Linked DNA regions of Sus scrofa: region 2 is linked to region 1. A link is a contact called in public Hi-C data. All regions are on one chromosome and are shown on one strand. The core of a region is the stretch at or near the end of the contact, and the rest is flanking DNA. Distances in the headings are between cores, read along the strand shown.

Region 1 (5,153 bases), core at 1,277-3,776:
AAAGCAAAAAAAAGCAAAACACACACACAGACACACACAAATCATAAATAAATAGAGGAGCACAAGACCCAAGAATAGTCCTTATCGGTAGTACAAAAATACCAGTTCAACTATACACACTGCCTGTTTATCAGAAAGAAAGAGAATCCTAGCAAGTTAATAATGAACTTAGGGATCACCTACTTCTGATTTTTCCAAATGAAGTCACTGAAGCTTTGAGAGATGTAGGAGCCTGCATTACTTGGCTAGTTACTAGCAGGGCTGGGACCAGATTCCCAGTCTCCTGCCTCCAAGACAGCTGTTCTTTCCATGCCCCACGCTGCCAACATGTGCATCTAGCAAAATGCATCATAAAGTAGCCTCATCTTAAGCCACTGGGAATGAAAAACAAATTATTCGAACCCTTCCTCTTCTCTCTGGCACTTTTTTTTCCCCTTTGTATTTCTGTGTCACAGTTTCTCTCGCTCTCTCTTTTTATCACTCTTCTGTTTCCCTCTTTAATCCCTCTCTGTGTTTGGGTTTCAAATTGAACGGTGGTACGCCTGCAGAATTCTCTTGACTTTTCTTCCTAAGCAATTGTGTTTCCAGTCCAAAGGCAAACATGCATAAAGCCCATCAAGACTCTGTCTTGGTGACCTTTGTGGAAAAGAACTCTCAGAATTTCTATATGAGAGGTGTTGGACCTCCCTCCTAGCCTATCCAGTCAATTAAAATGAGTCTCTAGCCCCTCGGAGGATTGTTAACCAATCCTAAGAAAGAAAAGATCAATCTCATTTTTTCGTCACCACCGTGCAGGGAGACTGCTACCCAGTCAGAATCCGCCACTCACAGTCATTAGAAGAACTGGCCAATCAGGCCAACCTTGCTACATGGTCTGGTAGGAAAAAAAAGGAAGTGATTGGAAAATATAGTTCTGGCTCCACACCCTTTCCTTCCTGGAGCCGTTTTCCATTAGTGAAGTAAAGAACAGACCCTTGCCCAAGCTCTTGGTTAAGAAGAGACCCTTAGATAATGTCCTCTTGGATCATCATATTCTGCTATCTTTAAATTCTCCCCTCCGCACAGACCTCAACTACATTTTGCAGTCTCACCCCTATCGATTTAACCTCTGGCTTCAGACCTGATAACAATAGCCCCCAGGATTCTTAGCCCTCCCCACAGATCTCCACCCACTAACCTGTTAAATAACTTATGTGTGATTTATGTAGGTGAAAAAATTCAGTAAGTGATAGTTGAGTCTCTCAGGAGATACCATTGCAAGGAGCTTGCAATAAAGTCTCTAGGGAGCAGAGCAGAACTGAGTTGCAATCCTCCCAAATATATTACTACTACTACTAACACCAAAATAACCATTATTATTACTATTACTAGCACTTATTTAAGCTCTTACTGAGTTCCAAGCACCTTGCTAAAAGTTTCACTTTTTTTTTTTTTGCCTTTTAGGGCAGCACGTGCAGCATAAGGAAGTTACCAGACTAGGGGTCAAATGGGAGTGCAGCTGCTGGCCACAGCCACAGCCACAGCCATGCATGATCCCAGCCAGTCTGCCACCTACACCGAAGCTCACTGCAATGCGGGATCCTGAACCTACTAAGCGAGGCCAGGGATCGAACCCACAGCCTCTTGGATACAAGTCAGGTTCTTTACTGCTGAGCCACAATGGGTACTCCCAGGCTTCACATATATTATTCTACTATTTGCTGCCCAGTAAGCACTATTATTATTCCCAGTTACATAAAGGAAAATCGATATAGTGGGGTTAAACCCATTGCCTGAGGTCACACAGATTTGGGAACCCAAATGTGTGGATCTAGAGCCCAGCATTGAATGGGGGTAATAGAGAATTCAACATTGCAGACTATGACAACTTATCCAAGGAGCCAGCTTTAGCTCCCTCAAGGGTGCCTTCTCCAATCCAACTTTGGGATAGTTAGAGATATCCGAGAAGGATCTACATTGTCTCAACAAACAGCTGCACCAACCGGTTAGTCGTGGAGTCTCAAGAACTGTAGACTTTTTGTCTCCGAGGTTGCGTGGCGCGGTGGGGGTGTCTGGGGACTTCAGAGGATATCCTTGCCTACCTGTCTTTCTTTTCTCCTCTAAGCATCTTACACTGTAGCCTGGCACCTCTTGGTACTTGGTAAATACCTGTTGCTATTTTCGTAAGGATCCCAGCTCCATTCCTCACCTCCCCCCGCCTCCATCCCCACCCCAAGTGAACACCTAGAACTGAAGGGCGATCTGGGCATTTCGGGGGAACCTGTGAGAATCCTCATCGAGCTGGGATCGTGGATTTGGGAAAGGCGGGAAATCGCCCACCCTCCTCTCCTCGCCCGCTTCTCCGATTTCTCTCCACTCCTTCCCCTCCCTTTCAGGAGCTCAGGGCCATAAAAATGCAGATGGAGGATCGGTGTGAAATAACGGGCCCATATAAATCCCTCTGCCGCCCGCCTGCAAGATGGATTGGCCGCATTGAAATTCCTCCGCGAGGATAATTAAACTCGGGGCCTCATCCGGGCAAAATTACATTCCTGTAATGGCGTCGCTCGGGGTCCCGGGAAATTGCTCCGTGGGCTTTCAGCGGCGGTTTTTATCGCCGGCCGGGGTGTGCCTGGCTGCGGCTCGCCTCTCCTCCGGGACCGTAAAGCTGCTGCCGTGATTTATCCTCCCCTTCTCCCAAATCCGATTAAATGGAGGAGCTCGGGGCCGGGGCGCCGCGGGGCCCGGGAGCCGGGAGGGGGCGGCGGGAAGGACGGGGCCAAGGAGGGGAGGACAAACGGCCCCTCAGAGGGTGGCGGATTTGGCTTTATTTACAGCCGCGGCTTTCTTTTTATTTTTTATTTTTTATGGGGGTTTGGTGAGCTTTCCCCGTCTTTCTCGTGCTGCGTTCAAGCACGATGTCTGGACGGCCGGGGTTGGGCATGGGGGGAAATGGGTAGGCCTTGCTGATCTCCCCCCAAAGGGGCCGGTCAGACCCTGTCGGGGAGACAGGAAAACCCAGAAGAGGTGAGGGCCGGGAAGCCCATACTTCCTACCATCGGGGAAAGGACAAGCGAAAGGGCACGAGGGAGAAGCCGAAAGGCTTTCTTGAGAGCACCTCCTGGGGGCACTGCTTATCTCATCTCGCGTAGATGAAGCCTGGGCAGAGGCACAGCCATGCCTGGGGTGACCCTTGCAATCTCACTGCAGGTCACTGGTGCCCGTTACTCTTTGACTGTTGCAGGACTCAGGAAAGAAGGTTTAAGATCAGGGCGCTTGAGTCCTAATCACCTTTAGCCCCTATTTTCTGGTTCGCAGATGCTGGCTTTCTAATAGCTGATCACTGAAAAAAGAAAGAGGGAAATAAAGGCGAAGCCACTAGAAGCAGCTGGAACATTTTGTGGACTCCTTGCCCCTTGAACGGGTTTTCCATCCATAAAGCCAGGGTCCCAACGACCGAAGGCAGGAATCCTGTGACTTTATTTTCTTCCTGCCACATTTTAGACACTGAACCTCGGTCTCCATTGTGTGCTATTTAATACTGACATTCTGGGTAGGTTTTTTTTGGGGGGGTTGGTTTTTTGCAATGTAACTGCGCATGCTCAGAAAGGGGAAGCCAGTCCAAGATCCCTAACGCCGTGCAGAACAAACCGCAGGCCACGTTGCGGATCCGCTTACAGCTGCCCTCATTTCTGCACTCGCTGGTCTCCGCATGCAGTTTCTCCTTTCAAACGCCAGGTGGAGTGGTTGGCCGGATGCCTCAACAGAGCTGGCAGGCGGCGCTGTGGCACCTGGGCCGACCCTCAACGTTGCTATCACTCTATCCTTGGTGGAGCGACTCGTTAGTCCAGGCCGCACATGCGCCGAGGCTTCCTTTCGCTATCCCCGCCCCCTCCCCGCCCCTCTCTGTCTTCTCTGCCCTGGGAGCAGGTAAGGCCTTGGGCCCTCGTTCCCGCGTTGCGCCGCGCACGCGCGTGGGCTTCCCCCCCTTGCGCGGATGCTCTGAGGCCCTTACCCTTGCATGCTCCCGCCCCGGCCCTCATGCCCTCCCTTGCCGCCGGTATCCCCGCGCCTTGGGACGGCCCCTTCCGCGTGCCGGTGACCTCCAACCGCGCGGGCCTGGCGCCATCTTGGACGTCTCGTGGCTGGGGCGGGGGGAGGGCGCCTCTTCGGAGCTGGCGAAAGTCGGAGCCGCAGTGCGCCTTTCACCTGACCGGGCTCATCTTTTCAAACCCTCTTTTCTTTCCCTCGTGCCCTTTCAGAGCTGTCACAACGCCCGGACTCTCCTTATCTTTGCTTTTTTTCTTATCCTCAATCGTGCCTTCCTAATCCTGTAACCTCCAGATTTTGGTCCCCTGAACTCAGGTGCCGAGCAATGGAAATAGTGGCTCGGCTAGAGCCACCAGTCCTTTTAGTCAACACCCCTCAATTTAAAACGTAAGCTGTGGAAACGGTAGAAAGGAATAGAACAGCCAAGACATTCCCTCCCTTCAGGCTGTGTCCCGGGAGAGCTGTGGCAGGACAGAGAGCCTGGTTTCTTTGGCACCAGTGGTTATCTCCCAGTCCTGTTCTCGTCCTTCCACCGCGGTGAAGATGGGAAAAACATATGAGTCGTGGGCTAATAGGTTTTCCGTTAGAGGCAGCAGGCCCAAAATGGTGCGGTGGGGCCAGCATGGGATAGTATCCACCTGCCAGCTTTCCTGTCCAAGGGTTTACTCAGAGTCCCAAGATTCTGTCCTCAAGAGGAAAAAAAGATTGCGAGAAACGATTAAGTCACCTTCCCTGTAACCCCCTGTCTGATCGACACTGGGGAAGAAACCCATCGTGGTTTAGACCTCTGAATCTGGGTAGTGCCTTTGCCCAAAGTGTTACTGGTTAACAAGTGCAGACTTGGCTAAGGTTGGGTCGTCGGTAGCTGGATCTCTGGTTCATGCAACCTCCTTCAGCTCCACATCAAGCTCTTTTCAAATGTTATTCCAGTTAATTCCCCTAGGAACTACGTTTTTCAAATGATTATTAAGGTTTTGCTGCCTTGGGAAAAAACAGTCCTCCTTTATTTTTTTTAACTAATTATTTTTGGCTGCACATATGGAAGTTCCCAGGCCAAGGACTGAATCTGAGCCACAGCTGCAACCTACTCTGCAGTTGCAGCAGTGCCAGCTCCTTAACCCAGT
Region 2 (5,153 bases), core at 1,418-3,917, 50 kb before region 1:
AGTGGGTGAAGGATCCGGTGCTGCCCTGAGCTGTGGTGTAGGTCGCAGACGCGGCTCGGATCCCGCATTGCTGTGGCTGTGGCGTAAGCCAGGAGCTACTGCTCCGATTAGACCCCTAGCCTGGGAACCTCCATATGCTGCAGGAGCAGCCCAAGAAATGGCAAAAAAAACAAAAAAAAAAGAAAAAGAAAAAAAATTATCAAGTCCAAAGTCAATGAAATGCAACATATATGCCTTCCACAGGAAATACAGCAAGTCACAGGCCAATGGGCAGAGGGAGAAAATAAATAATTTCAAAAAATAAGTCATCCTAATCCAATGGCCATTTGTCATCTGGTGTACAAGACAGACATTACTTTTTTTTTTTTTTTTTTGGTCTTTTTGCCTTTTCTGAGGCCACTCCTGTGGCCTATGGAGGTTCCCAGGCTAGGAGCCCAATCGGAGCTATAGCTGCTGGCCTATGCCACAGCTACAGCAACGCAGGATCCGAGCTGCGTCTGCGACCCACACCACAGCTCACCGCAAAGCTGGATCCTCAACCCACTGAGCAAGGCCAGGGATTGAACCCGCAACCTCGTGGTTCCTAGTCAGATTCATTAACCCCTGCACCACGACAGGAATTCCAAGACAGACATTACTAATTAATTCTAGCATTCTTTCCTCAGAATCCTTCTCAACACACTACTGCAGGCAGTCATTACCAATAATCTTGAGTTTGGGGGTTAAAAGTTGAAACTGATGTGCTGTTCTCATGTGACCTCCTAGGCTCCAGTGAGCTTTATACATTCCCACCACTGCATCTTTGCCTCAGCCTGGCACAAGCTTTTCCTTCCCAGACCCCATCCTGTTAAACGATCTAAACCCATCCTTCAAATATCTATATTTTATATTCATTCTTTCAACAAAATTTCTTGAATACCAAGGATAGCACCTGACACATCTATCTGTTGAACTGATCTGTTTCCCATTACCTTGCTCCTTGCACATAAATGCTCAGTGAACACTTATCTCCTGGTAAGAGCACTGTTCCTTAGAACAAAGGGAGTTAGTATGCCACCCAGGAGTTTCTGGGGTGGTTAATATGGTATTCTGACCATTTGTGCTTCAATCCTGATTCTACCACTTGCTAGGTAGTGGTGGTAAGTCTATGACCCCAGGTAAGTCACTTAATAGTCTGTGCCTCAATCTTCATCTTATGTAAAGTGGGAATAATAAAAGGGCCTACTATATAAGGGTATTGTATTATATGGAAAAGTCCTTAACATAGTTTAAACACATTGTAAACACCCAATAAACAAAAGTTACTATTTTGAGCTCCAGCTGAGACTGAGTTTTCCTATAAGCCTTTATGCCAGGTGGAAGACAAAAACCAAGAACAACTGAGACTTGGGCACCTGAACAGGCCTCACTCTTAACCCACCCCAGGACCTTGAGCCATCTCTGCAACCAGCAGCTTGTCCTAACTCATAAATCCTGACTAGTGACGCTGACATGTCACCTTAATGTTTGTGAAGCCTGATGATTTATTGCTAAGTGCTTGGAGATCTTCAATATGAAAGGCACCCAAGGGCAGGCACCAGACACACTATTGTCATAAAAGCAAAATACTACCCCAAAACTTGGAAAAGGCAGAGGCACCATAACTTAATGCAGCAGAAAATTAAAGCAGAAGAGCAAATCAATCCTTAGACTGTAATTCCTTAATACAGAGACTGAGAGAGATCATTTTTTGAATGCCTCAGACCCCGTGCAGGATGCCCAGGTCTTTAATGGACTCGTGACTTGAGGGTGCGTGGGAGGAATGTGAATCTTTCACCTCTTCTAAACAAAAAACAGGAGCAACAACATGTATTATTATCTTAATGAATTTAAGCCAGTTAAAAGGCTTGGGCAAACCAGCCGGGTAAGTGGCTTGTTTCTGAACTGTCCTGCATTATGCCATGTTCCCTTTTCAACGTGGTTCTCCTCACTTCACCTCTGCCCTCCCAACCAACAACACCTCGGACAATGGGTCCTCCTTCTGGACCTAGAGGACGCTGAGGGGAGCCCAGTCCAGTGTTGGCAGGCGTCTGGAACTGAAGCCCTCGAGTTAGAAAAAAAAAATCCTCAGTGGTGCAGAACACATAGTTTTTGCAGGGCTGCCCCTGAGGATGAAGCAATGAAGAAACTGCTACCACAGTTTCCTATCCCCTAGACGGTAGGTAGTTGTGATGTAGTGGCAAGAGCACTGGGAGTCGTGCAATCCTACCCTCTCATAGCTTTGATACTTTAGATCGGTTCCGTAACCTTTCTGGGCTTTAGTGTCTCCATCTGAAAGGCGTGGATAACAAAACCGCCTACCTCACAAGTTGTCGTTAAAAGTAAGCGAAAGTGTGTACCTGAACTCGTTCGGCCCACTCTATAATGTATTTTAAAGACAGCTTTCGAGCCGTAACTCCTCCCCACCCCCAACCACGCACGGTACCAACCGGCAGTCGCCACTAACGTAGCCTGCCCCCCTCCTAAGGCATCATGGGCTGTGAAGTTCTTTGCTGGCCACACCCTCGTTCACGGTCACGGAAGTGAGAACTACGCCTCCCAGGATGCTGCTGTGAGGCCTCCCCCGCGGCCGCCCTCTACTCCGCCCTCCTTGCGCACAGACTCCTGGGTTATGTAGTCCTAGATCCGCACTGGCTCGCCGGCAAAAAGGCTCGGAGGAACCACAAACCCCAGAAGCCCTCGCGTCCACCCTTCTCCCTCCCCTCCTGGAGTCGGAGTGCTGTTTTTGTTGTTGGTGAAAGGTGAGGGAACAGCTGATCCGTCTGTGGGGTAAGAAACTTGGCCTAATTTGGGGGCGGTTTTATGGGGGGCCACCCCACTTTCAAGCCTGTGAAAGGATCATCTAAGGGAACCGGTAAAGGCGGGTGGAGGAGCGTTTGGGTGTTAACACTTTCCGTACTGGAGAAACCACCCCCACAGTTTTGAGAGTTCTTGGTCTCAGGGGGGCCGTGATCAAGGGGATACCCAGTCACTGTTCTCGCCTCCATCTCAGTCCTTCTTTATAAAGCTTGAAACGCTTAAGGGAGTTGAGGGAGGCCGAAGTCTGCTTATTCTCAGCCAGGCAAGACTTGGCCTCACAAACCTTCCCGTTCCCCTCTCCCCCAGCCACCCTCCGCCCCACCTCAATCTAAAGGCCTTTATGCCACTGAATTCCTGAAGGAAAACATTACAAGGTGTAGAATGTTAAAAGAACTCTGAAGCCCTACAGCGTGGGGGGATGAGACACCCCCCCCCCCCGCAAAGCAAACAACCGAATCAGGCTACACATACACACTTCAGGTGCCCAGTGCTCTCTTTCAGGCCTGGGGATATTTCCAGCTGTTAGGAATTTTTTTTGTAGGGAGTATATGGGGTTCCCCCGGCTTAGATCTTTGAGGACAATTCACCCCCTCCTGGAAAGCCAGAAGAATTGTATTTAGAAAAAACATGGGCTGGTTTTAAGTAAGGATTTTTCAGAGATAAAAATTCAGAGAAACCTCTTGTCCTCAATTCAGTCTCTATTTTGGAGGAAGAAGTAGCTTCTTTCTGTAGAGCTGGCCCATCTTGCCTTCTCTAAGGCGTTTTTGTCTTCTTTTAAAGTCTCTACCCACCTGACTTCAGCCTCAGTGTGGGTTTGTGGTGTTTGGGGGCGTGCATATGACTAGTGCCTGTGGCTGACACAGGAGGAAGATTAGTGAGCTAGAGAGGAGAAATGACAAGGGCCATCTCACAGGCCTGGCCTGAGGATTCTCTTGATTGTTATCCTTCTTCGTCCCACCCCCATTCTTTCCAGTGAATTTTCCCCACCTAGCTTGGAACATCTCTTCCTCTCAATCCCTCCTATAGCATGCCTCCAACTACCAATCTGAGCAGCTGGAAGGATTAAGGCACTTGGAATTAAGGCTTAGGGGAGCAGAGAGAAAATGGGTAGGGAAATACGAGAGCTGGGTTCACATAGAGTCAGACCAGTAGATTTCTAACCCTGCTCCTGGCAAGACCTGAAGAGAAGAATGTGAGGTTCTTTTGGAACTCTCTTTCCTTCTCTCAACATCATGTGTACCTTTCCCCATCCCAAGGCCCCTTACTTCAGTCTGTCCCTGCCCCAGGGGTGGGGCTTTCCTGGCTCCAGGCCCCCACATTCCATCTCCCCACAGCACCACGTTCCTGCTGAGTGTTTCACTCCACCCTTGAAGCAGCCGCCTCCAGCATTCTTGACTTCCTGGAGTAATGATTGAAAACCTGTCTTTCCTTATATCCTCCTTTTTGCTTTGTCTCTTGGATGAGAGTGCAAGCTTTTTTTTTTTTTTTTTTTTTAATCCATGGTAGATGACTGAGAGACAGAAAAATGAGAGGTCAGGGGCTTGGGAACTGGGCTATTCGTTCCCCCAGCCTTATTCCAGCTCTGAAGACTCACTCATTCCTTTCAGGGATAAGTTCAGGTGTCATAAATCATTCCCGGGTAGAGCTTGAGTGGGCAAGGAGACCCATTCAGGATGCCGGGGCGCTGCACCTCATTTGGAGTTTGAATTCAAGTGTCAGAAGATGGGTGGGTGGGAAATGGGACGAAAAGATGAGGCTGAAGCATTTGGAACGTTCAAGACTGTTAAGAGATGGAAAAGGCAAGACTAAGGGAGGCAGAGACTGAGGTTTGGTCAATGCACCTGTGAAGAGGGAGTCTCGAAATTAGAGCGATCCCTCTAGGAGGGGGTCTGTGATCAGAGAAGTTTCAGTGGGAGACAGGATGGAATCTGACCCAGAAGGCCAGACCTGTGCCCTCAAGACTAAGATTGATACCTTTAAAGGGTCCTATAACCCTCAGGGGCTGGAAACCAGATGTACCTATACCTCTAGGTATTGTGGCAGGAGCTGGGGGTAAGTAGGGACAGAGTTGGGAGGGGGGCAGAGAGGTGGAGGAGAGAGACTTTAGGGTATTAAATCGTTATTTCATAGGAGGGCAGACATCTGGAGGGCAGAATGGAAGAATCATCACTAAGCCGGGCACCATCCCGGGGTGGAGTCAGCTTTCTGAACGTAGCCCGGACCTACATTCCCAACACCAAGGTGGAGTGTCACTACACACTTCCCCCAGGCACCGTGCCCAGTGCCAGCGACTGGATTGGCATCTTCAAGGTATC

The links. Hi-C and Micro-C count contacts between places; a contact is called where the count stands out from the background.
Region 2: a contact with region 1 is called in a Hi-C map of liver, with 6 times the contacts expected there. The contact joins the promoter of CALCOCO1 here to the promoter of ATP5G2 in region 1. A contact is called at or near these places in 4 of 47 Hi-C or Micro-C datasets (epiblast stem cells, heart right ventricle, liver and 1 more).

What each region holds. Positions count from the first base shown.
Region 1 is chr5:18,877,306-18,882,458 of Sscrofa11.1, reverse strand. ATP5G2 (ATP synthase F(0) complex subunit C2, mitochondrial) reads left to right here and starts at 2,526. Exons shown (of 5, transcript XM_021091719.1): 1 at 2,526-5,153.
Region 2 is chr5:18,927,916-18,933,068 of Sscrofa11.1, reverse strand. It overlaps CALCOCO1 (calcium-binding and coiled-coil domain-containing protein 1), which reads left to right and starts at 2,667. Exons shown (of 15, transcript XM_005652574.3): 1 at 2,667-2,808; 2 at 4,969-5,148. The coding sequence starts at 4,993. It overlaps LOC106507255 (a long non-coding RNA gene), which reads right to left and starts at 2,461. Exons shown (of 4, transcript XR_002343963.1): 1 at 2,379-2,461.